Linked DNA regions of Ovis aries: region 2 is linked to region 1. The links are chromatin contacts, called in public Hi-C maps. All regions are on one chromosome and are shown on one strand. Each heading gives the region's core, a stretch centred on a gene start, on an enhancer-like site or on the middle of the called end of the contact. The rest is flanking DNA. Distances are from core to core; before and after follow the strand shown.

Region 1 (5,677 bases), core at 1,211-3,710:
TAATCGTGTTTAATTTTTAAAATATTTTTGTTTATTTGGCTGCACTGGGTCTTTGTTGTGGTGCTCAGGCCTCTCTCATTGCAGTGCCTGGGGGCTTCTGTCTAGTCCCATTGTTCAGGCTTCTCTCGTTGCGGAGCATGGGCTCCAGAGCATGTGGGCCACCCCGCAGCATGTTGGGACCTTAGTTTCCCAACCAGGGGTAGAACCTGTGTCCCCTGCACTGGAAGGTGGATTCTTAACCACTAGACCACCAGATAAGTCCCTGAAGGGAAAGTCGCTGAGTCGTGTCCAACTCTTTTGCCACCCCATGGACTATACGGTCCATGGAATTCTCTAGGCCAGAATACTGGAGGGGGTTTCCATTCTCCAGGGGATCTTCCCAACTCAGGGTTCGAACCCAGGTCTCCTGCATTGCAGGTGGATTCTTTACCAGCTGAGCCACAAAGGAAGTCCAAGAATACTGGAGTGGGTAGCCTATCCCTTCTCCAGGGGATCTTCCCAACCCAGGAATTGAACTGGGGTCTCCTGCATTGCAGGTGGATTCTTTACCAACTAAGCTATCAGGGAAGCTGTCAGAGAAGTCCCTGTTAGTTACTATTTTTAAAAGGCAGTCTCATGATAAATTAAGTTCAGTGCTTATAAACTATTAGGAAATCAGCTGTAAATTTTTTCAGAGAAGTTGGCATTTTTTTTTGACCTTACCTCTCTGCTATTTAATTCATTTAAAATGCTGTGGCCTCGTGCCGCTTTTCGGCACGTGGAGGGACAAATGGTCCCTCCACAGACCATAGCCAGGGCCAGCATTAGCCCAGGTGTCGACTCTCCTGGGGACTCACAGACCTGAACCTGAATCTGGAGCTGAGGGGAGCTGAGGAGGGGGCTGCTCTGATACCTCACCTCTTGGTCGCCACCCAGAGAGGAACCTGACACCTCCCTAGCCTCCCCCCAGTTCATCTTGTCTTAGCTTGGAATCGGGTCGGGTGCAAGCAAGAAGCCGTGCCTGGTTGGCCAGCCCCCACCCACCCCCAGCCCCCGACCGCACGCTGCGGCGACGGTTCTCAGCGCCCCAGGGCTCAGCCAGCCTGGGGCATCTTTCCTGGCTGCGTTTTACAAATGATACTGCAATGATCTTTCAAAATGAAAAGTAGCAAATTAAAGTGATTTTATTGTTTCCTTAAAAAAAAAAAAAAAAAAAGCTGTGTTCTTAAATATTCCTCAAGAATAGTCTAGACCCCGAGGGAAGCATAGTTTTAGATATGTTTCTGCAGGTATTTCCCCACTTTTGGGAGGCAGGCTTTCTTCAAGGGCCTCCAATGACCCCCACCTCCTGTTACTGGTGCATTTGTGTAATCTCCTTCTTTGAGTGCGGGCCTGATGTCATGACTTGCTTACCAAGAGAATATGGCAAAGCTGACGGAATGATTAGGTTACAAAAAACTGTGACTTCTTTCTTACTAGCAGACTCTCCAATGGCCCCCTTGGCTTGCGTACCCTGATGACGCATGCTGCTGGGGTGGGGAAGAGGAGGACCTGGGGGCAGCCTCTGGTCAACCCCTGTGAGGAAAGACATGAACTTGCAAGTGTCTCCTTCCCGGTTGTGCCAGCCACCTGGTGCCTCACCTTGACTGCAGCCTTGAGAGGGACCCTGAGGAGGGGCCCCAGCTAAGCCCTTGCCTGGAGGCCTGACCCACAGAAACTGGGAGATAATAGGTGTGTGTTGCTCTAAGCTGCTAAGTTGAGGGATAACTTGTTATGCAGCCACTGGTTACAAATAGCCACTCACATGTCATTTCTTTATCGGGATCCCCAGTCACGTGCAAGCTGCACGTGTGCCTGTGCTGCCTCGCCTCCCCCCGCGAAACACACACAACAGGGTTCTCAGCCCAGTGTGCCAGCCTGTGTTCAAGTGAAGGCAGTATTTCTGTCCCACACTGGCTTCTGGCCTCTTTCTTGGTACCGGTATCTGTGTTTGCTGAGCCTCAGTTCAGTTTAGCCCAATCACTCAGTGGTGTCTGACTCTTTGCGACCTCATGGACTGCAGCATGCCAGGTTTCCCTGTCCATCACCAACTGCTGGAGCTTGCTCAAACTCATGTCTATCGAGTCGGTGTTGCCATCCAATCATCTCATCGTCTTTCATCTCCTTCTTCTCCTGCCTTGAATATTTCCCAGCATCAAGGTCTTTTCTAATGAGTCAGTTCTTTGCATCAGGTGGCCAAAGTATTGGAGTTTCAGCTTCAGCATCAGTCCTTCCAATGAACATTCAGGACTGATTTCCTTTAGGATTGATTGGTTTGATCTCTGGTTTGCTGAGCCTAACTTGGAGCAACTGACTGGGTGCACCACCCCTCCAAATCTCCTCCCCGGGGCCTGGGTCAGATTCTGTCTCAAACGGGTAAGGCCTCAGACACAGGCTCCACCCTGAATACTGCAAACCAAGTCGTCTCCCTCTGGACCAGGAAGAGCTCAGGCTCTGCAAAGCCTGTGGTTTCCTCAGGATACGCTGACTCTTCCTGTGGCAGGAAGAACCACTTCCTCTGAGTCATGAACTTTCTCTCTTTTGAGTTCCTGCCTCTTCTTCTCTGGCAGTTCTGAACTGGGGTCCTCAGGCCAGATGTCACTTTTGCTTCTCAATGTTGCTATCTGAGGAGAGGTCTTACCCAGTACAATTGATGGAGGAATTGATGTAGGAGATAGATGAGCTCCAGGTTAGACATTTACAATTGGCCTCCTATTTACATTTCATGGGGCACCAGGAAGTGGGCTTCGGGCTGGATACTTAACAACTGTTTGCCTTTCTTGAGCCAAGAGATAGGTGGGCTCCAGTTAAGGCATTTACAATTAGCCTCCTGTTTGCCCTCTGAAATGGAAGTAACAACAGAAACAGAGTAAATAACCAGTGTTTGTCTCTTGTAAACACCTTAAGGGAATAGTCATGGCAATAGACAAGATAACAGTCATGGCAAGGACAAAGAGGGGCAAAACGCTGTTTGAGTAAAGGATTAAGGGATCTCTGCTCCCCCCTCTTTTGGGAAAAGGGAGACACTACACATGCACGGAAAGGCTACTTGTGGGTCAAACATCAGGGAACAATTCCAGGCCATAATGAGTCTTGTTCCTCCCAGAAGCCTTCACTTCGAGATCCATGTTGGCTGAGGGGTGTGTGCCCACTCCAGGGACACGTCAGTTGTGGAAAGTAATTGCCCTGAAGGAGGAAGCACTGTCCTATATAAATGACGTAACCACCTCTTTACAGAGCTCCACCTCACTAGGGGGGACTCCCTCACTCTCTCTCTCTGGGTGTGTATCTCGGCCTTGCTTCTATGTCAGCTAAACAAACTGCTTCTCTATGTGCTCTCCTACTTGTTGTTTTGCTATATATCTAATAATAACCTTTGCATTTACAGGGCTGCCCCGGTGGCTCAGCTGTAAAGAATATGCCTGCAATACAGGAGTCACAGGAGACACTGATTTCTGGGTTGGGAAGATCCCCTGGAGGAGAGCACGGCCACCCACTCCAGTATTCTTGCCTAGAGAATCCCATGGACACAGGAGCCTGGAGGGCTGTCTATATTGTCACAAAGAGCTGGACACGACTGAAATGACTGGGCACACATGCACGCATCAGCATTTACCGTTTCTGCCTCCATTATAAATGTATTTTTCACTAGGGGCAAAGGTCTAGGGCATAATAGCTTCTAGACTCTAGCCCTTGCAGGTCTGGTGGCTAAGATTCCTGGTTCTCATTCAGGCTACCCAGGTTCGATTCCCGGGCAGGGAATTAAGATCTTGCTTCATGCCACTGCTCACTGTTGCCTCGCCAAGATCACAGCTCTTTTATTTTTTTTTAATTCAATTTTAATTTTATATTGGAGTATGTTGTTGCTGTTCAGTCACTAAGTCATGTCCAACTCTTTGGGACCCCAAGGACTACAGCACGCTAGGCTTCTCTGTCCTTCACTATCTCCTTGAGTTTGCTCAAACTCGTGTCCACTGAGTCAATGATGCCATCCAACCATCTCACCCTCTCTTGCCCCCTTATTCTGCTCTCAGTGTTTCCCAGCATCAGTGTCTCTTCCCATCAGGTGGCCAAAGTATTGGAGCTTCAGCATCTGTCCTTCTGATGAAAATTCAGGGTCGAGTTCCTTTAGAACTGACTAGTCCCTTGCTGTCCAAGGGACTCTCAAGAGTCTTCTCTATGCTACAATTCAAAAGTATCAATTCTTCAGTGCTCAGCCTTCTTCATGGTCCAACTCTCACATCTGTACATGATTACTGGAAAAACCATAACTTTGGCTATTGGAGTATATTATAGATGATTTACAATGTTGTATTAGTTTCAGCTGCACAGCAAAGTGATTCAGATATGCATATAACCATTCTGTTTCAGATTCTTTTCCATATAGGTTATTATAGAATATTGAGTAGAGTTCCGAGCTATACAGTAGGTTCTTGTTGATTATCTATTTTATATATAGTCATGTGTATGTGTTAATCCCAATATCCTAATTTATCCCTCCTTTGACTGAAGACTTTTTTGGCCCTGCCCGTGGCATGTGGGATCTTAGTTCCCCAATAAGGGATGGAAACCATGCCCTCTGCAGTGGAAGAGCAAGGAGTCTTAGTCTCTGGACGGCCAGGGAATTCCCTGACTGAGGAATAGTTGGAGCAGGCCAGAGGGCAGGAGGAGCAGAAGTGGATTTCTGTGCTGAGTTTTACTGGGAAAAGAACAACTTGCAGCAAAGCATGCAGCTGGGGCCACTGGAGTATTTCTGCCTGATTGCCCCTCGCCCTCTCTCTGGGTCTACATCTATGTGCTTGTAGTGTGTGACAACACAAGTGGTTTTCCCTACCTTCATACCCCCGATCTTTCCTTTTGTCATCACACATCACATTTTCCATTTGGATTCTGTAAACCAGAATCAAGCACTGCAGACCCAGAAACACAGATTTGCTTTGGTTCTCAACTACTAGAGGAAAGAATAACTTCCCAGGACTTTGGGGTTCACATGTGTGATGGTTTTAAGAATCAGACATAGAAAGTGTTTTCTGTATTCTGGAGCTAGGCATACTTTAGTTACCAACTAGTTACCATCCCACATTATGAAAAAGGATTCAGCAAGACTAGGTAGGTAACCACACTGACACAGCATTGCAGACAGTTGCAGTCAGAGCTGGGGTGTCTTCCCTGCTAGAGGCTCTGACCTGAAGAGAGAGGATGCCAGCAGCTTGCTCATCTTCTGAGAAGTTTCAGTGCTTGTTGCTCCACAGGGAAATACTCTGAGCTTCCCTGTGAGAAATAAGAGGAAAGGGAGGCATGCAGTACATAGGTCTTTGAGAGGCAATAAAGCATCACAGGCAATGGAAAATAATGGTTTCAGGGGAGGACATGTTGAAGGACCTGAGTGCTCATTTTTTTCACCCATTCAACAAATATTTATTGAGTATTACTATGTTTCAGACACTGTCTGAGGCAGTGGAGCTACAGAGGAGGAGAAGACATACAGAGCCCTCATCACAAATCAGGATCCATTCCAGATGCCACAAAGACCTAACCATAAGGCACAGAAACCATAAGATACCATAAGTATGGACGAGCATTTTTAAAAATTAATCTCAGCTTTGGGGTAGTCTTTGTATGATGTCATAAAAATTTTAAATGTTCATGTTTTCAAAAA
Region 2 (5,677 bases), core at 1,295-3,794, 35 kb before region 1:
GCACCTCGACGCTGTGGAACTGCTTCTGCAGGGCCAGGATCTCCGCCCACTCCGTGGCTGTCTGGGGGAACTTACTGTGGGGAAGACAGGGCCCGAGTGGGGTCTTGGCCTCCCCCACACCTGCCCAAGCTCCCAACCCCCTGGGGCTACCCACTCACCCCTTGGCCAGGGCCAGACTGTGCCAGGACTCAAAAGTGTGAGCTGTCCTCTCCAGGGACCAGAGGCGGTAAAAGAGGAGGACGTTGAGGGCAATGAGGACGATGAGGCTGGGGAGACGAGGTCAGAGGTCAGGGGTCAGGACACCAACGCTCCCACAAGTCGGGGGGCACCCGCTTGACCATACCTTAAAGGGGCACCATGACTAGCCCTCTTTCCAGAGGGGGAAACCAAGACTCAGACAGGGTGAGTGACATGCCTGGGGTCACACAAGCCAAAGCCAGGGTTCAAACCCAGCTGGCCTGATGCCTGAGACCGTAACTGCTGCTCCGGTCACCTTGCTGGGGGAGCCGGGGGCACAGAGTAAGGAGAAGGGGTTGTAGCGAGGGAGCAAGACACGGGGGAAGGGAGGGCAGGACACAGGACCCTACCTCACACAGATCCTGAGAAGGCAGAGAGAGGGGGAGACAAAGAGATGAGAGCTGCCCAGCCTGTCCCGGCCACACCTTGACCCCCAACCCCAGCAGCCCCAAGCTGAGCACGCCACGCAGCCCCTCATGGACCGCTGTTACTGGCCAACCAAGGCCCAGAGGCTGAGCGTGAGGCCAATCTCTCACTGCCCATGGTCTGGCAGGAGCATGGATCTCATTTCCATCTCCTCAGAGCGCCCTGTTCCCAGCTCAGGCCCGTACATGTGGGACTCCCCTACCAGGCCAGGATACCCCCAGGCAAGGCCTGTGTGCAGGTGGGTCCCCCAGCCCAGGCCTCTGTGAAGGTGGGTTCTCCAGCCTAAACCCACTGTGGGTGGGGGGTGATCTCAGCTCAGAGTCCTCTGCTTTTCCAGGATGTCTTCCCCAATGACCCACTGGCTGGCCTGGAGGAAGCCTTCCCCGGCCTCCCAAGGCTTCCTTGTCAGCCTCACCCATTCCTTCCATCACAACCTCATCCCTCTGATCTGGTGCCAGACCTGTCTCGCCCCAGGACTGCTGGTCACTACTGTGTCCCTCGTGTGACACAGCTCAGGGCTGAGCACAGAAAACCTGAAACCTCCATGCGTAAATCTCTCCTGGCTCACCTAACTCCACCTCTCCTGGGAGCCTGCTCCTCCAGCTCCCCGGGTGAGGCCACACCCGCTCTGACCACTACCCCAGAGCCCCAGGGTTTCCACCTCCCTGTGGGGACTACCTCTCCATGACAAACTGAGGGATACAAGCTGAGGAGCCCTCCTGGGCACATCCCAAACATCGCCTCCTTAACCCTTGCTGTGGGGTGAGCCCACGCTCCCACGTAAGCAGAGGCCCGGACAGGCCAAGCACTGGCGCAGGGATGCACAGCCAGGGTGCAGATCCAGGCCTGTCTGATCCCCCCAAGCCCGGCCCCCTTACTCACACAATGCTGATGAGAACCAGGGCGCTGGGGGTGCCCGCCCCGGGGCCCTGGTCCACAGACGGTTCGGAGAAGCGGGAGCTGAGGGAGCCTGTGGGGGAGCAACTCCGAGTCAGATGGGCTGATCGCTACTCACCCCAGCCAGGCCCCCAGCTCCTCCCCGGCCCCCCGCCAGGCCCGAGAGAACCCACCCGAGGTGTGCATGCCAGTCCGGGCACAGGGGTCAGGGTCTGGGTGAGGGGTCCCATCACCGTGAGCCCTCCAGCTCAGAGGCCGCTTCCGCCGGCGCAGGCCGGACAGCAAGCCCCGCGCATCCTTCCCGCTTTCCTCCAGGGACAGCTTCTCGGCCTTGGCGAGCTCTCGCTCTGCGGACACAGGAGAGGGCTCTGCACGGCCGCCCCAGCCCAGCCATGAGCCCAGCTGCAGCCCGTCCGGGCCCCTGCCCCCTACCCAGGTGGTGGAAGTAATCTTCGATGCCGCTCCACGAGTTCTTCTCAATGAGGGACTTCACGAGGCTCCAGGGCTGCTTCCGGTAGCGGATCTCGGAGGACACCCTGGGGAAGAGGGCGGAGGGAGGTGGTCAGGGGCTGACTGCAGCCCACTGTCCCATTCCCCAGGGGGTGCGTGCCCTCTTCTAATTCAGCGAGGGCCCCATGTCACCCACACACAAAACACACCCCCCCACCCCGGCAAGGGTTCCCTGTGATCCCCACACAACACCCCACTCAGCCCGCAGCCCCTTCTCTGTCCACACCCGTGACTGTGGCAGGTCTCCCACCTTCAGTGCTACCCCAGCATTGCCCACCCAGACTGCCATCCTAGCCCGCACCTCACCCTTGAACCCCTTCCACCCTGCGGCTGTGTCCACCCCCACGTGGGGGTCTGAGAGACACCTCAGCATGTCCCAAGCTGAGCTCCTGGTCTCCCAAGCTCTCCCCGCCTTCCCCTCCTGGTTAGTGGTGACTCCGCCCTGCTGGTGGCTCAGGTCAACCACCTCGGGGTGTTCCTGACTTCTGCTCATCTGCCGGGGTGGCAACCAGCATTCTGCGGCTGACTCGAGACAGGGAGAATGTGGCAGGGGGCCCTGGGACCACCCGGGTGTCAGGTGGCGGGGCCAGGGCGCGGCTCACCTGAGGCGGGCCTTGTTCCGGGCAAGGCCCAGGATACAGTAGCGGTGGGCAGTGTAGAAGTAGTCTTGGTAAGGGATGCCCTGCGTCAGCACCTCGGAGTCCACCACACACCCTCCCGCCTGGGGGCCGCGCCGGAACAGCGTCTGCAGGGTCAAGGCGGGAGCCAGGAGTCAGCACCAGCCTCCCTACCCGACCCTCGGCCCCCCACCTGCCGGCCACCCTGCCCGGCTCACCTGTGTCTCCACCACAGAGGCGCTCTTGGGCCCCAGCGGGTTGTTGATGGGAATGGTGTAGGTCAGCACTCGGCGCTGGTGGCACTTGCTGTCCCCGCTCCAGGGACTCAAGGTCACGTCTGGCGGGTGGAGGGGCAGAGTCAAGACACCATTCTCCAGTCCTCTGCCCTCAGGCAGGAGGAGACCCAGCCTTTTGCGGAAGGTTCCAGTTCTCTGGAGACTGGCTCCTAAACCCGCACCTCCTCCCTGCTCCCACCCCAGTGTCTGCCCCATCTTCCTTCTAGATGCTGATGACCCCTGGAACCAGGGCCTCTCTCCTGCCCATACTTCTCAGCCCTCCTGGGCCACTGCATCCACTCTGCAGCCCTTATCTCCATGCTACCAGTCCTGGTTTCTCCCCTGAGCCTGAGACCTAGGGTCCTTCGACCTCTTGAAAACCTCCCCCGGAAGTCCTCAGGACCCCGCACAGCCACTGGCCTCCCCAACCCCTGAAACATGGCCCTCTTCACTGGGCCCCACCATTCTTCAGGCTCCCTGCAGAGCCTTGGGCCTCATCCTGGACACTATCTATTCACTGACTGCCTGAGCACTGTCCTCGTTCATCCCATACTTGCTGTTCCAGGGCACCTCTCCAGCCTCCCCTTGAGGTTCTGGCCTCCATCTCCAGCTCTGGTCCAGGGGGAGCTTCTAACAGCCAAGGCTGACCCTGTCCCTCCCTACAACACTTTATGACTCCCCAGTACTGCTGGACAGTCTGAGCTTCTCAGTCTGATGTGCCACTCTCTCCAGAGTATAAGCATAGTTTTGGGGGATTTGACAGCTCCCAACCTAAGGCAGTCTTACCCATTCTGCAGAGGATGCTGCATGGCTCTTTTTCATCAATCAAGAAAAGACACAGGCCTCTCCCCTACTTGAACCTCTTTCGTAGCTTCCTGAGCTCCCTGCTGGTCTCCTGGTCAGCCCTTCCGCCTCCCCTGGTGCTGTGGCTTTCCCCCTCCACACCTGGCCTCGGGGGCCCAACCCCAAGGGCCTTCTCCCAGTGCCTGCCTCCAGCTCCAGGAGCTTTACAGGCACCCTGCTGGCCTCCCTGGACTTCCCCTCTCCCACCCGTCCCATTTCCCTAGGAAAGTTCCTCGCTTAGGCCTTAGTTTCAATTCACATCCTTCCAGCATCCTTTCCTGATACCCCCTAGATCACAGCCAGCCCTCTGATATACACGCTTATGTGTCCGTATCTCTTCACTGCTGTTCCCACTGGACTCGAGTTCATCTGTCCTGGGCTCTGCACTGGCCTGACAGAGCAGTCTTTAATTCATATTTATTAAATGGCTTCCTATCTGCTCCTGTTCTAGGCGCTTCCCCAGTACTGACTCATTTAGCTCTCACGAGCACCTGACAAGGCAGACAGAGCATCACACCCGCCCCACATGGAAGAAACTGAGGCACAGAGGAGGTCTGCCCCTGGCCCGAGGCCACTCAGCTGGTAGGAGGTGGAGCCCCTCTGGTCTCAGAATCGCTGCTTTTCACTCCCTGACCCACCGCACCCAACTTGCTTGGCGGCTCCTGCCGGTCTCCTGGCCTGCTCCTCCCCGCGCCCTCCCCTTGTACCCCAGCCGCCTCGGCCCCTGACCTGTGAACTTGCACTGCCGCAGGAAGTCCTGCAGGAAGGGCGAGTCTGAGAAGAGCATCTGCTGGAGCCGCTCGGCACCCACGTGGAAGACGGAGTTGATGAGGAGACGGCCGGAGAGGTCAGGCAGCAGGGCCGCCAGGTCGGCTGGGCGACAGAGAAGGACAGTGCAGGGGGCTGCCTGCATTCCTCTGGGTCCCTTGTGGGGGGTGCTCCTCCCCACTCCCAGGCCTTGTGGGGCGGTTGGGCAGCCCTGTCCTCCGGGACCAGAGTGGACACTGACATGGAGCGACTCTGCTCCCTCCACCACGGGATGGCTTTAGGGTGGGCGTGTGCCCCAAGCCAGACAATCAGAGCTATCACTGTGGGTTGAAGGTGGAGCACACACCTAGGCCCACATACTTGGAGTCCCAGCGACAATGGGGGTGGCCCTGTCATAAGCCCAGCCTCAAGCTCATAACCTTGAGCCTTTGGCCACGGTGATTGGTTCAGGGTGTGTGCGTGTGGGCATGCACAAGTGTGTGTGACCCAGGCCAGGCCACGAGCCACAGTGGTGGGCTCAGGGGTAGGCCAGCTCTCCAATCAGAGCCAACCCTAGAGCTTGGGGCAATCACTGGGAAAAGCAGGCTTTCTTTCCACTAGGCTTATCCGGCACAGGGCTGGAGCTCTCTCTGCCCCCACAAGAGTAGAAGCTACCTGAGAATGAAGTGGGCATGCAGAAAATGGAAATGCTGCTGCCGCTGATGGAAACAAGCCAACACTTACGGTCCGGCCCAAGCATTCTACATGTATTAAGCCATTTAATACATAATGGCTTATGTATAACGGTTGTCTCTTCGTGACAGCCCTATGAAGTAGGCATTATTACTGCCAACCCATTTTTCAGATAAGGAAAATGAGGCTCAGAGGTTGAATAATTTGCCCACGTCACACAGCTGGGAAGTGGCATGGCCAGGATTTGAGCCCCAGCCATCTATGGGGCTCTATCTATGCCTCCTATCCACTTTGCTAAGCTGCCTTCAAAGCAGAGCAAAATACAGACAGATTTCCAACAAGAACACGTGAATGCCTTATCTGCCTGTGCTGTGGATTTCTCAGTCCTGTGAGCCAGCAAGTCTCTTGGTCAGCCCATCTGAGTAAAGTCTG

The links. Hi-C and Micro-C count contacts between places; a contact is called where the count stands out from the background.
Region 2: a Hi-C map of tail adipose tissue shows a contact between it and region 1, with 2.7 times the contacts expected there. The contact joins two enhancer-like sites. A contact is called at or near these places in 7 of 16 Hi-C or Micro-C datasets (blood, hypothalamus, muscle and 3 more).

Annotation. Positions count from the first base shown.
Region 1 is chr14:45,010,839-45,016,515 of ARS-UI_Ramb_v3.0, reverse strand. No RefSeq gene overlaps it. Among named protein-coding and RNA genes, the nearest start is that of GRAMD1A, 16 kb to the left of the region's middle. Within about 2 kb of position 2,460, at least 5 of the 54 cell types and tissues checked have an H3K27ac peak or open chromatin away from gene starts, as enhancers often do.
Region 2 is chr14:45,046,063-45,051,739 of ARS-UI_Ramb_v3.0, reverse strand. GRAMD1A (GRAM domain containing 1A) reads right to left here. Exons shown (of 20, transcript XM_027977390.3): 12 at 4,535-4,678; 13 at 2,906-3,024; 14 at 2,673-2,815; 15 at 1,993-2,096; 16 at 1,734-1,907; 17 at 1,546-1,633; 18 at 159-266; 19 at 1-74. Among named protein-coding and RNA genes, the nearest start is that of SCN1B, 8.9 kb to the left of the region's middle. Within about 2 kb of position 2,544, at least 1 of the 54 cell types and tissues checked has an H3K27ac peak or open chromatin away from gene starts, as enhancers often do.